Regions from separate parts of the Mustela lutreola genome. Here region 2 is linked to region 1. A link is a contact called in public Hi-C data. All regions are on one chromosome and are shown on one strand. Each heading gives the region's core, a stretch centred on a gene start, on an enhancer-like site or on the middle of the called end of the contact. The rest is flanking DNA. Distances are from core to core; before and after follow the strand shown.

Evidence for each region. A called contact is a pair of places that touch in the nucleus more often than the background predicts.
Region 2: a contact with region 1 is called in a Hi-C map of blood, with 6 times the contacts expected there. The contact joins the promoter of SPIRE1 here to the promoter of AFG3L2 in region 1. A contact is called at or near these places in 2 of 2 Hi-C or Micro-C datasets (blood and an unstated tissue).

The regions. Positions count from the first base shown.
Region 1 is chr11:60,532,278-60,538,942 of mMusLut2.pri, reverse strand. AFG3L2 (AFG3 like matrix AAA peptidase subunit 2) reads left to right here and starts at 4,225. Exons shown (of 17, transcript XM_059140795.1): 1 at 4,225-4,537. The coding sequence starts at 4,421.
Region 2 is chr11:60,764,384-60,771,048 of mMusLut2.pri, reverse strand. SPIRE1 (spire type actin nucleation factor 1) reads left to right here and starts at 3,846. Exons shown (of 18, transcript XM_059138678.1): 1 at 3,846-4,457. The coding sequence starts at 4,136. It overlaps CEP76 (centrosomal protein 76), which reads left to right. Exons shown (of 13, transcript XM_059139478.1): 13 at 973-1,057. The coding sequence ends at 989.

The sequences.
Region 1 (6,665 bases), core at 2,976-5,475:
TGTCTATTAATTTTTGTGTGGACATGTTTTCATTTCTCTTCGGTTTACACTTAAGCAAGGACATGCTGGGTTACATGGTAATTGTATGTTTAACCTTTTGAGAAACAAGCTTCCAAAGCGATTGCACCCTTTTACTATCTCACCAGGATGAGGGCTCTGATTTCTCCACCCACTCATCAACACCCACTATCTCTTTTTATTGCAGACATCCTACAATGTGAATCGAAATCTCAACTTGGTTCCAATTTGACTTTCTCCAATGATGTTAATGACGTTGAGCGTTTTTTACAGTGCTTGTTGGCCATCCATCTATCTTCTTTGGAGGCATGTCTATCTAAATCGCTTGCCCAGTAAAAAGCTTTAATGAGATTTAACTAACATAACATATAATTCACTCATTTAAAGTGTATAAATCAATGGTTTCAGTCCATTTGCTGGGTGGTGACGCAAACATCACAACCATCTTAGGACATTTTTGTCACCCCAAAAAGAAACACAAACCCTTGAGCTATCGCCCCCCATCTCTCTCCCTCCCCTCATCAGTCTTAGGTAACCACTAATCTGCTTCTGTCATTACAGATTTGCCCAGTCTGAACATTTGATATAAGTGGGTTCGTATACTATATGGTTTTCTGCGTCTGCATTCTTTCACTTGGAATGATGTTTTCAAAGTTCATCCATGTTGGGGCATATATCAGAATTCTGTTACTTTTCATGGCTGAATAGGATTTCATCATCCATATATTACCACGTGTTGTTTATCCATAACATTTGGGTTATTTTCCGCTTTGGGGCTACTGTGATAATGTTGCAATGCACATTGCTATACAAGTATGTTTGAATCCTTGTTTCAGTTCTGTTGGGTATATACCTAGGAAGGGAGCTGCTGGGTTGTCTGGTAATTCTATGTTTAGCTTTTTGAGCAAATGCCAAACTTACCCACAACAAATGCACCATTTTACTTTCCTATATGTAGGAATGTAGCAGCAATATATGAGGGTTCTGGTTTCTCCACATTCTCACTTTTTAAAAAAATTATTATAGCCATTCTAGTAGGAGTGAAGTAGTATTTCACTGTAGTTTTAACTTGCATTTTCCCAGTGACTAATGATGTTGAGCATCTTTTTGTGAGTTTAGTGGCTATTTGCGTATCTTCTTTCCAGGAATATCTATTCAAATCCCTTGCCCACTTTTTTTTTTTTTTTTAAAGATTTTATTTGTTTGTTTGACAGACAGAGATCACAAGTAGGCAGAGAGGCAGGCAGAGAGAGAGAGGAGGAAGCAGGCCTCCAGCTGAGCAGAGAGCCCGATGCGGGGCTCGATCCCAGGACCCTGAGATCATGACCTGAGCCGAAGGCAGAGGCTTTAACCCACTGAGCCACTCAGGCTCCCCCTTGGCCCACTTTTTTAAACGAGGTTATTTGTCTTTTTACTACTGAGTTGTAAGAATTACCTGTATATTCTGGATATTAAACCCTTATCAGATACATGATTTACAAATATTTTCTCCCATTCTGTAGGTTATACTTTCACTTTCCTGTTAATGACCTTTGATATACAGAAGTTTTTAGTGTTGATAAAGTTCAACTTATTTTGTTGTTGCTTGTGCTTTTGGTGTCATACCTACGAATCCATTCCAAGTTGAAGGTAATAAGGATTTAATTTTATGTTTTCTTCTCAAAGGTTTATGGTTCTATTTGTCATCCTTAGATCAGTGATCCATTTGAGTTAATTTCTGTAGATGGTGTGAGGTAGGGTTCCAACTCATTTTTTTGCCTGTGGATATCCAGTTGTCCTGGATTTGTTGAAGAGATTATTCTTTCTTTAATTGAATGGACTTGGCACCTTTGCCAAAATCAGCTGGCCATAGATGTATAAGTTTATTTCTGGATTCTCAATTCTATCCCATGTGTCGACCCTTATGCTAGTTCCAAACAGTCTTTTTTTTTTTTTTTTTTTTTTTTAAGATTTTATTTATTTAGGGGCACCTGGGTGGCTCAGTGGGTTAAGCCTCTGCCTTCGGCTTAGGTCATGATCCCAGGATCCTGGGATCGAGCCCCACATCGGGCTCTCTGCTCAGCAGGGAGCCTGCTTCCCTCTCACTCTCTGCCTACTTGTGATCTCTCTCTCTCTCTCTGTCAAATAAATAAATAAATAAATAAAATCTTAAAAAAAATACAATGATATTTGCTTTTACATTTTTCTATTTATTTACCTATATTAGAGATCTTCATTTCTTCATATAGTTTCTGTTTGGTGTCCTTTCATCTTAACCTGAAAGATTTCCTTTAGCAATTTTTGTAGGGTAGGTCTAGTGGAAATGAGCTCCCACAGCTTTTGTTTTTCTGGAATGACTTAACTTCGCCTACATTTCTGAAGTTTTACTAGATACAGAATTCTTGGTTGACATACTCATTTTTCTTTCAGTACTTCAAATATATTATTCCCCTGCCTTCTAGCCTCCATGGTTTCTGATGAGAAATTGACTGCATATCTTATTGATGAGCTCTTGTAAGGGATGAGTTGCTTCTCCCTTGTTGCTTTCAAGATTATCTCTTTGTCTTTGGTTTCAGTGGTTTGATTATAATGTATCTCATTATACACTAGAGTCTCTTAAAGTCAAGATGGATGAACTTAGAGGGTATTATGCCAAGTAAAATAAGGCAGACAGAGAAGATTTCACTTCTACCTGGAATCAAAAAAACAAACAAACAAAACAAAGCAGACAGAGACTCATAGGTGCAGGAAGCAAACTATTGGTTACCAGAGAGGGAAGGGTTGGGGGGCTGGGTGAAATAGGTGAAGGGAATTAAGAGGTAAAAACTTCCAGTTATGAAATAAATAAGTCATGGAAACGTAATATACCGTATAGAGCATACAGTCAGTAATATTGTAATAACTTTGTATGGTGATAGATGGTTATGAGATTAATGGGGATCATTTCATAATGTATAAAAATATGAACTCACTATCATGTACATTTGAAACTAATAGGATACTGTATGTTAATAACATTCAGTAAAAAATTTTAATAATGGTATGAATTTACCATTGTTTTAAACAGTCCCCTATAGATGAATATTCTAGTTATTTCCAATAAATTGTGACTACAAACCATGCTGTAATTATTAACCTTGTGCTCACAGCATTTTATACATGTGCAAGCTGTCTGTAGGGTTCATTTCTATAAATGGAATATCCGGGTTAAGGAACACATGCATTTGACATTTAGGCAGACATTGCCAATTTCCCTTCCACACGCTGTCATCATTCTTTGTGCCCACCAGTTATTTCTGAGAACGCCTGCCAGTAGAGTGAGTTGTCAATATATTGGATTTTGCCACTGTGACAGGTAAGAAATTTCATTACCATTTCAGTGTCTGTTCTTCCAGATTTTTCCCGTCTATGTGCATACGTTAATACAATTCTGAGGCCACCTTCGTACTCCTCCTCAGCCTCATCTCCGGCCTTTCCTTTTCCTCCCCATCGGCAACATCAGCTACCACTTTTATTATACATAATACTGGCCAAGCTAACAGAAAACAGTGACATGTAAAACTTGGCTCCAGAGTCCTCTCTCTCCTCCTCAGTCACGGTGTGCGAAACAGCGTGCAGTTCCATTGAGTTCATCTGAGAATCATTTCTCTTTCAAACGGTTCCCGATGGATCCAAGCCAGATGTCACAGTCTCAACACTTTTATCATTGCATTTAGCTCACCGACTTGTGATTATTTGCATTGCTCTCCTAGGGTTAGGGATGCGTGTTAGCATCTCCAGACACTTGGGCGATGCCGTCGCTGATTAGGAGCTCAATAAAATATTTCGGGAGTGACACACCGAGTGTGAATGCCCAAAATGTCGACAATGGCCTCGCGCCGAAACAAGGAAAGATCCGTTTGTCTGGGACCGCAGCAGCCTGCCCGGCTCTCTGCTGGCTGCTACGAGCTGGCCCCGCCCCGCAGCCCTCGCCTCCGCTCGCCCTTCTACCCTACGGCCACGCCTCCAACCCCGCCCCCAACGTCCCGCCCTCCTCCCCGCCCACCAGCCCTACGCTCCTCCCTCTAGGCCCACTACCTTGCCCGCCCTCCCCCTCCACCCCGCCCACTGCCCGCTGTCGCCCTCGACGCTCCTCCTCTTTCGACCGCGCCGCTCGCGTAGCGAGGACGCTCCGGAGCCGAAGGAACGGCCCTAGACCCCTGCGCCCGCTCTGCGGCTGACGTCAGCACGCCGGGAGGGGTGGAGCTGGGAGAAGACGCGCGCGTCGAGAGCGTGGGCTCGCCTGTGAGCCGGAGACCCGCAGCGCGGTTCGCTGGTTGTTCCGACCCGGTTCCCGCGGCCGGAGTCGGTCCGTCGCCACCTCTCCGGCCGCAGAGCCGCGCCTGCGCAGCGCCCCCGGCCCGAGCAGGCGGCGCCGGCGGCCATGGCGCACCGCTGCCTGCGGCTGTGGGGCCGGGGAGGCTGCTGGCCCCGCGGCCTGCCCCCACTGTTCGTGCCTGGTGGCCGCCTGGACCCCACCGAGCGGTCCTACCTCCGGACGGTGAGTCCCGGGGGCCCAGCGCCCTCCGCCCCCGGCCCGGCTCGACCCTCCGGCCTGCTTCCGGCCCGGGAGAGCAGGGCGTCAAGGTCACCGGCCCCCGGGCGCGCTCGCGCCTGTCCGGGCGTCTGGGGCGGGTTCCTCGCGTGAATGAGGCCGCGTGCGCTGCGTGTTCCGGGCCAGGACGCCCAGCGTTTCAGATCGGTTTTATCCCGTGGTTCCCGTAAGCACGCTGTGCGTCTCAGAGCCTGGGTGTAGAATTGGATTTTTGAAAACAGAATCAAATACTTTTGCGTCAAGGAGCTTCAAAAAGATCATCCGGGAGGGTCCTCTGACTTCATTCAGGACGAACCCATTTTACAGATAGAGTAGATGAGACCTGAAAACGTTAAGGAACTTGTCTGTCGTATCTCCAGTGTAGCTTACCTTTCTTTCACCTGCTCTCATGGTATGGAAAAGTAGCAGCTGTTGTGCGTGTGTTTTAAGCGTTGGCAACGTGAGCGTGATCTGAAAGCACAGGTTTCGGAGGTAAGCTACGCAGCCTCTCTCAGCCTCCATCTCTCCATCTGTAGAAGGGGGCTGCTGCCATTCTGGATCTGGCACATAGTAGATAATACATATTAACTATGATTATTAATAACATCATCTCAGAGTAGAGAATGTGCTTTTTGTTGTATAAGAAGGCCCGTCTTCAGTTGGAGGCTGTTTTTCTGTTGGTAAGGAGCAGATAACAGGGCTCCCACGTGGGGGCGGTGGTAGTACGTTTTTCTGAAGTGATGGTAGCCTGTTCTCACGGGACAGTGGCAGTAATCTGTCAAGTAAAGGTTCGTGTCATGGGTGGGTAGTCAGTATCATCTATTTCAGCCACATGGTCTCTTGCTGTCTGCCAGTTTTTTAGAGACCAACCTTGGCATTGGTTTGCTTAGGGCCAAGGGGCAAATGAACACGGTGATTAAGGCCCAGAGTCAGTCACAGGAACCTGTCACTTACTAGCCAGATGCCTTTGAGGAAATTATCTCAGCCTCTCCACTGAAAATGGAGCCTTCATGATTTTCTTTGAAAATGTTGCCAGTCTTGGAGTATCTTCATCTCTGTCTTACACGCCTGCCCTGCGCTAGGCCTAACGTTTGCGTCACATTGTGTTGCCATCTTACCATGCCCTCTCCTTTCGTCCCTAGTGAATACTGGACTCAGACAAGTAAGAAGCAGATAGGGATCTGCCCTTTGATTTTGCAGTTATGATGTCAGGAATCTTACCTGAACACCTTTTCTTTTTTGAGTGGCACTGTTGTCCTGTGAGTCTTGGATGCTTAGGTCTAAGGAAGTCCCCTGTGCTGACAGCAGTAGCTGATTGATCAGGGGTCTGTGACACATTCCTGGTGTTGCTTAGAAGATCTCTATGGGGACATTAGGGCATTGCTAGGGAGTCTGAAAGAACAGATTTGCCTTTAGGTTTGTGCCACTAGTAAAGGTCAGACACAGAAGAAGTACGATTCTCACATTTTTTCCGGGGAAAAGATTTTGGTATGAGATGTCCATTCTCAGATTTTATGCTCAGAGGAATAAAGACTGATGAAAAAGCTGCTAAACTGTACACATATTGGCAAACCTAAAAGCTAATCCTCTAATATGAGGTGCTCTAAACTTAAATTTTATGAGTTGATATTTTTTATCTTATCTTTTGAATGGGCTTGGGTTAGATAAGCAGAGAATAGTTTCAGTGATGGTGCCCTTAGAGAAAATAACCTCAGCGTTAAAAGCAGGTTCAGGATTATTGCTAGAGGTATTCTAGGTTAACACAATTTGAAAATAGAAGAGAGTTTATTGGTCAGTAAATGTTTATGGTGTATATGCCTTATGCCCAATTCTGTACTTTACAGTGACATAAAGATTTACTTTATATGGTGATGTAAAGAACCCTTACTTTCCAGGGGCTTTCAAAATAATTGGAAATGGTAATTTAAATCGAGGTATCACCATATGATTTTAACAGTGCTTTTACATACGTAACTACATTTGATCCTCATGGTGGCATGCCTGGGAACTAGCTGTTTTCTCCCATTACAGATGTGTAGGTGAAGTTCTTAATAAGAGATGTGTTAAAGATGTCATTCAAAAATTGAGATTTCTG
Region 2 (6,665 bases), core at 2,597-5,096, 230 kb before region 1:
TCCTCTACTTTTCCTCAGTTTTTATCAGTGGGTATGTAACTTGATCTCATCAAGGTAGGATACGTAAATTTTAAATATGTTAGATGCTACAGAATGAATATGTTGTGGAAAACACTGGTTTGGGGTACCACTTAGAAAAAGGCATTCATGAGTATCTTCTAAATGTTTCTCAATATCTCTGCCATTGGATACAAAACTTAATTCTTTTACAAGTTTACAGATCAAAGGAATCCAGTTTTGTTGTGTTCTTATCTGGTCTATGTACTTCTGATTCTATGTATGAGGTTATATGCTAATTTCCATGACTAATTTTAAAGATTTGGGGCTAATATTTAGTTTGATTATGAAAATTACAGGAGATGAGTTTCAAACTGCATTTAGGGTTGTTGATGGAATTAGCCTCCTTAGGGGAGTGATAATTTGGAATTCTTTGATGGGGATGGAGTTATTATAGATCACTTTGAAGATAATTGCTATGGGGAGATCACCGCTACGGTGAAACTCAATGCCAGTGAACTCACAAAAACCAATAGAGGGAGATGGGGCATTGCATCATTCATTCAAGGTATTTAAAATACCAAAATTTTGGTTGATTGTGGTGATATGTACAAATTTAAAGCATCTGCTTTTTATTTACTACTCTTGCTTGCTGGAGTGAGGAATGAAGTGTGAGGATTTTTTTCTTGCTCTATGCAAATGTGGAGAGATGTAAGTAGCAGAAAGAGCTGAGCTGTTCAGGAGTCCTGGATTTCAGTCCTACCTCGTTCATTTACTAGTTCTATATTTTGTCATATGTAAGATAGAGATAGTAATATTTGACCTTGAGTTGTATAACTGAAGAAAGTACTTTGAAAATGTAAGATTATCACTTTAAAATTATAAAATATTATAATTGTGGGCAATAAAAATTTAGGTTATGTCACTGAAAAAAATATGCTGTTCTATTTTTTCCTTTTTGATGCACTTTTCTAGGTGAATGTGCCTCTTAGGAGCAATTGTCTGGGAGTGACTGGATTAAGCTTGGGCTGCACAGGCAGATTGTGCTCCCTGAAAGACTCGGAGCAGCTCAGCCAGCATGTCCACAGTATGAAGCATGAAGTACATTTATTCTGCAAAAATGATAAGTAAATATAAGATAAAAAATTTCAAGGATTCCATTTTTAATAAATGCAGCAACAAAATCAATGAATATTAAAATCATATTCAGAGTAACATGTGCCACTATTTTTCACAGATCTTATAGCACTTTGAAAAAGATATTTACATGTTGATTTGACTTGTTCCTTTTAAATATATAAAGCATTTTTTTTTAAGTGGTGAAGCCAAGAATAAAAAAAAATAAAATCAGTGACAGAAATTGGGACAAAATATACTGTCCCAAGGTATTAGAAACTTTGAACTTGAACTGAAAATGAGAAAATGGGAAGGTTATTCCAAGTTATTCCACAGTCCTGACTGAGTCCTGGGTATATATGGACCTCTGATAGTCTTGTCAAGTCACTTTCTCAGAGTCTTATGATGATGGACATGGGCCTTTATCAAAATTTCAAAGAGTTCTGAAAAATCATATAAAAGTTATACTATCTTTGTACAAAAAGGAATCAGATGTTCAGGTTATATAATAAATAGATTTATAATAAAATATAGCTAGGATTTTAAAGATTTATCTTCTATGTTTTCCTCTATATTAACATTCTGCTTGTCATCTTGCCTCAACTTAATTCCATATAAGCTCTCAAAGGCAAGAAATTTACTTTAAATACAGTATATCAGTTATGAGTTTGTATCCGGGGGGGAAAAGCCCTATTTTATATAATCCTCCTGTGATTCAATGCCATGTTGTTTTTCTTCCCAAAATGTATATTTAAAAATTATCACTTAAGAAAGGAAAGAATCTTGGCACTTAGGTGGCTCAGTTGGTTAGGCAACCGTCTTCAGCTCAGGTCAAGATCCTGAAGTCCCAGTATCAAATCCCGCTAATGCTCAGTAGGGCATCTACTTCTTCCTCTGACCCTCCCCCCCTCATGCTCTCGCTTTCAAATAAATAAATAAAATCTTTTTTAAAAAGAGAGGAAAAACTCTTTCTGTTGTGAATTTGTTTTAAAGAATATATCTTTTAACGATAACATTTCAGGTGAAATTTGGATTTTTCTTCATGTTCACTTCTTTCCTTCTTCCTTTCAGTTACCTTTACTTGGAAATTTATTTATTGCCCTTTACCAGGAGTAGCAAGGACTGGCTCATGGATTCATTAGTTGATTAATTCATTTGACTTGTGTTTTGTGGAGGGAGTAAAGATAAGGACAAATACATAAGTGATTTTTGTTGTAGTTGTCCAAGTGCAATGGAACAGCAATATCCCATAAGGCCACGAGATGGTAGTGTTGTCCACAAGAGTAGACCGTTTAGCTGTTCATTGTTCAAACTGTTTTAAAGCCCTCTGTATTTTCAGAATTCACACAGAATCTAAACTTTTAAGGTAGCAAAATTTGGATATGTTTTCCCAGTTTTTCAATCAAAAGATTTTATGTATCTATATATCCATATCTATCCATCCGATCTGTATCATATAAGGAATTAGGCTTTTCTTCTCAAGGTTTGGCACACATAGGGGCATTTTTACAATGGGATTATGAACCTATAATATTGCTTAAGGGTTGTTTTTTTTTTTTTTTTGTATCTCTTGTAGTGAAATTATAATAAGGTGATTAGGAAGAAGCTTTTTTGTCCCCCTTTCAATTCCTTACTCTTTTAAAATACCTTTTGCTTTTCTCTCTTCTCCCTACTACTGCTGTATGTACTGTGATATCTTAAGCATTGGTAATAGACCCTTGTAATTTTTAGTGCAAGATGCAATGGTTAAGAGCGTGGGATCTAATATTACACACAAAGCTGCCTTAAAAGTTTAATTGGTAATTACTGTAAATTTCTTACTCGATTGATACTTTAAATTACTCTCTGGTTCTTAGCACTAGCCTCAGAATGGAAAGTTACCAATTAAATTCGTTTACCAATGAGCGATTATTTTATCTAAGAATGATGTTATATTGCATAACTTAATGAAGTCAGCGAGGTTCTGGGGAGTGCAGTATTTCTTTTCTTCTACGGCTTGTTCCCCTCAGTTCAATGTTGCCACTCTGATACTAATTCCACATCGTCTGAACATACTGGGCTCACTGAACTATGATGAGTGTGATCACTGGAGACATCCTTAGGGAGGAGTTGTGCGAACGTTACAAAATGAATCCGGAAGGACGCTGAAACTAATGTCTACAAATTATTTACAACATGGTTATATCCCAGGCCCTCATCTACGCACTTGGGAGAAGTCAGTGAGCAAACCCCATAAAGGTCCCTGTCCTCAGGGAGCTTACAATGAAAATGGGAGGACCTATTCAATAAACAGTACATCTAAGTAAATTATACGGTATATCGATGGCGACAACTACCCCAAAAAGAGCAGAGGAGGATCCGGGGGATGATGAAGGAGCGAAGCCGGGCGCAGTACGAAGTCGGCTGGTCGGGAGAAACCGTGTGGAGGCTTGAAAGAGGCGCAGGACCCGCGCCCAGCCGACCGCCCGGGGGTGGGCGGGAGCAGGCGCGGCGGCGGGGGAAGCCGGAGCCGGAGCGGTTTCAGAGACCTTTATTAGGAATTTGCTACAGGCTGGGTTCGAACTCCAAATTAGCCTCCCAGCGAGTCAGTTCCTGGGGGATCCAGCGCCGGTGGCCTCCCAGCGCGGCCGGGGATCGCTGCGGTCAGCGCGGTCAGCTTGGCCACGGAGCGCACACCCGAGCTGCGGGCCGTGCGGACCCTTGGCGGGGCGGCTCCGCGGCCCCGGCCCTGAGCGCGCGGCGAGGCGCGGGGCGGGGCCGGCGGACGCCATCGCGTCGCTACGGGCCGGCGGCAGCGGCGGCCTGGTCAGGACGGCCGCGGCGTCCTCGCCGCTCTTCGCTCGCCCACGGCAGCCGGGCCCTCGCCCAGTCCTCCGCCTGGTCCCCCACGGCGGCGCGCGCGGCCAGGTTGGGCGGGGCGGGTTCCGGGGATGAGGAGGCGGCGGCGCGCCGAGACGATGCTCCGGAGCTGAAGAGACGCCGGCACACGGCGCGGCGGCCGAGCGCAGCGCCGACCCGCGGGATGGCTCAGCCGGCGGGCCCGGCGGGCGGCGGGGAGCCCCGGGCGGAGCCGGCGGGCGGCGAGGGGCCTCCGGACTCCGGGGCGGCTGGCGGCCCGCCGGACGCGCTGAGCCTGGAGGAGATCCTGCGGCTCTACAACCAGCCCATCAACGAGGAGCAGGCGTGGGCCGTGTGCTACCAGTGCTGCGGCTCCCTGCGCGCCGCGGACGCCGGCCGCCGCCAGCCCCGTCGCCGCGTGCGCTCAGCCGCGCAGATCCGCGTCTGGAGGGACGGCACCGTCACCCTGGCGCCCGACGACGCGGGAGAGCCGCCCCCCGCCACGGGTGAGGCCGCCGACCTGCGACTCCACCGAGACCCCTCTCCGCGGCCCCTTTCCCCTGGACGCCCCCGGCCAGGCCCTTCCGCCCCGCGACCCCCACCTCCCATGGGAGGACCCCTTCCTGCGGCCCCATTTTTCTCCCTCGTCTTCCTGGGCCCTGCTCTTCAGCTATGCGCACCCCACCTCCGATAGGAGGACCCCCACCACGGCCCCCCTTTTCCCTCGTAATGCCTGGGCCCTGCCCTTCCGCCCGGCAAACGCCCACCTCTCCAGGGAGAGCCGGGAGGAGCAGGGCCTGGGGCCGGCGGGGGGCGGGGGGTAGTGGTGCTGGCCCTGTGGTCTAGCCGGGGCTCCACGTAGGTCAGAACAGGGGCGGGGGGGACGGGCAGCGGCACAAAGAGGGGTTGTGAAGAGGGCGTCCGGGCGGGCCTGCGCCCCCCGAGTAGGGCCGCGGACCTCCCCAAGGTGCTGGTAATTGCACAGACTGTCATAGGACAGCTGCCCCCGTCTTGTTTGGGAAATGGGGTGGGTTGGGTCCTTTTCATGATAAGCTATGTATACATACTTACATGCCAGGGCTGTTTACTTGGGATGTGGTAGGTGCTAGGAAAGGTTCATGTGAGATCTCGTCAAGGATAGTTAATTCTGCTGTCAGGAAAATTACACCTTTCGGAATGAGTAGTCAGCTAATAGTTTTTTTTTTTTTTTTAAATTTGGTAACAAATTCCTTCAGTTTGGAAATATAAAAAGCCCCGAAGAGAATGTTGCTATTTTGGGAGAAACAGGAGGAGACGAAATAATGATTTCTAGCTCTTGAAAGTTAAAAATAACTACCATTTACCTGTGTGTTAAAATTTGTTGCAATGAGAAAACAGGCTTGTCAAGTCAAAAGTTGACAGGATCTCAGATAAACATAAAATGGGTTTTAGTTAGGTTATTGTCCAATGTAAATTCTTCAAGATTATCACCTACACATTATTATGTAGTTAGCGCTTACTCAGAGAGGTAATGATGATGAGGGGATTGGTAATAGGTTTCTGCTATCAGTTTTTATATATTTCAGTCTTTTGAGAGGCAAGTATATTAAAAACATAGAGAAATAATCCGCCCTCACTTTTAGAAAGTTGATGGAAATGTCAAAATGCTTAAGGTGAAAGATGTAATTCATTAGTCAGTAAAACGACATTTAATCCAAATCCTTATCTAAATTGATTAAAATAAAAAGCATTCAAGATTTTAGTTATCAATTCTTTCACTTCCCATGAACATTAAAAGTGTGTGTGTGTGTGTGTCAGGTAAATGCATTTTAGAACTTTGACTTATTTAAATCTATTCTTCATAATTCTCTGGAAATTATTTTATTATTATAGTTTTTAGTTTGATGTGTTTATTTTTTAAAGTTGGACTTAATGTTAGTGGGAAATACTTGGTATTATAATTTATTTATAGTGTATTAACATGATATGCAAAGATATGCTTTGAGGCAAAGCAGTGCCTTGAAATCTGGCATTTCAAGGGGGAAAATGGTTGTGTGTAACCCTCTTTTAGAAGCGGCATTCATAGTGTTGACTTCTGGAAGGAATAAACACGAGTTCACTTTCTTTTTCCTGAACTTAATCCCAGAAGAGTGTGGTTAAAGTTATGCTTATGGACCTACGAGTCATTTAGTTGTCAAGACAGATGTATTCTGGCAGTAGTTAAAAAAAAAAAAAAATCAGAATCTCATGTTGAAATGAATTATTGGGTTTTTTTGTATGATTAGTATGAGTAATAATATCTTGACCTCAGTGTAATACTCTGTCTTCTTGGAGAGAATAGTAGTTTCCCTGCAATCCATCCTCTTCCTTGGTTTGACTCATGAGCTTTGCTACCAGTTGTTGAGAGAGAGCCCAACCAAAGTTGTTGATACAGTCTTGAGCATCTTAGGCTTGATCAATTACAAATCTTTAGGAAGTTCTTACTAACATATTGCTTATGTTAGTTTATTTCCTCCTAGGATTTAAGAGCAGTTGCATGGTTACAGAAGGCACAGAAGTGTCTTCTGAACACTTCATCTTGATTCTTAAAAATACTGAATAATTTAGTTCTGTGCACATGTATAAATTCTATTTTTAAGGAAAAATGTTAATCTTGACACCTCGATTCTAAGAAGTAATTTTTCACTGTAGGTTGTTTCATAGGATTGTATGTAGTCGGCATTCAACAGCATTTA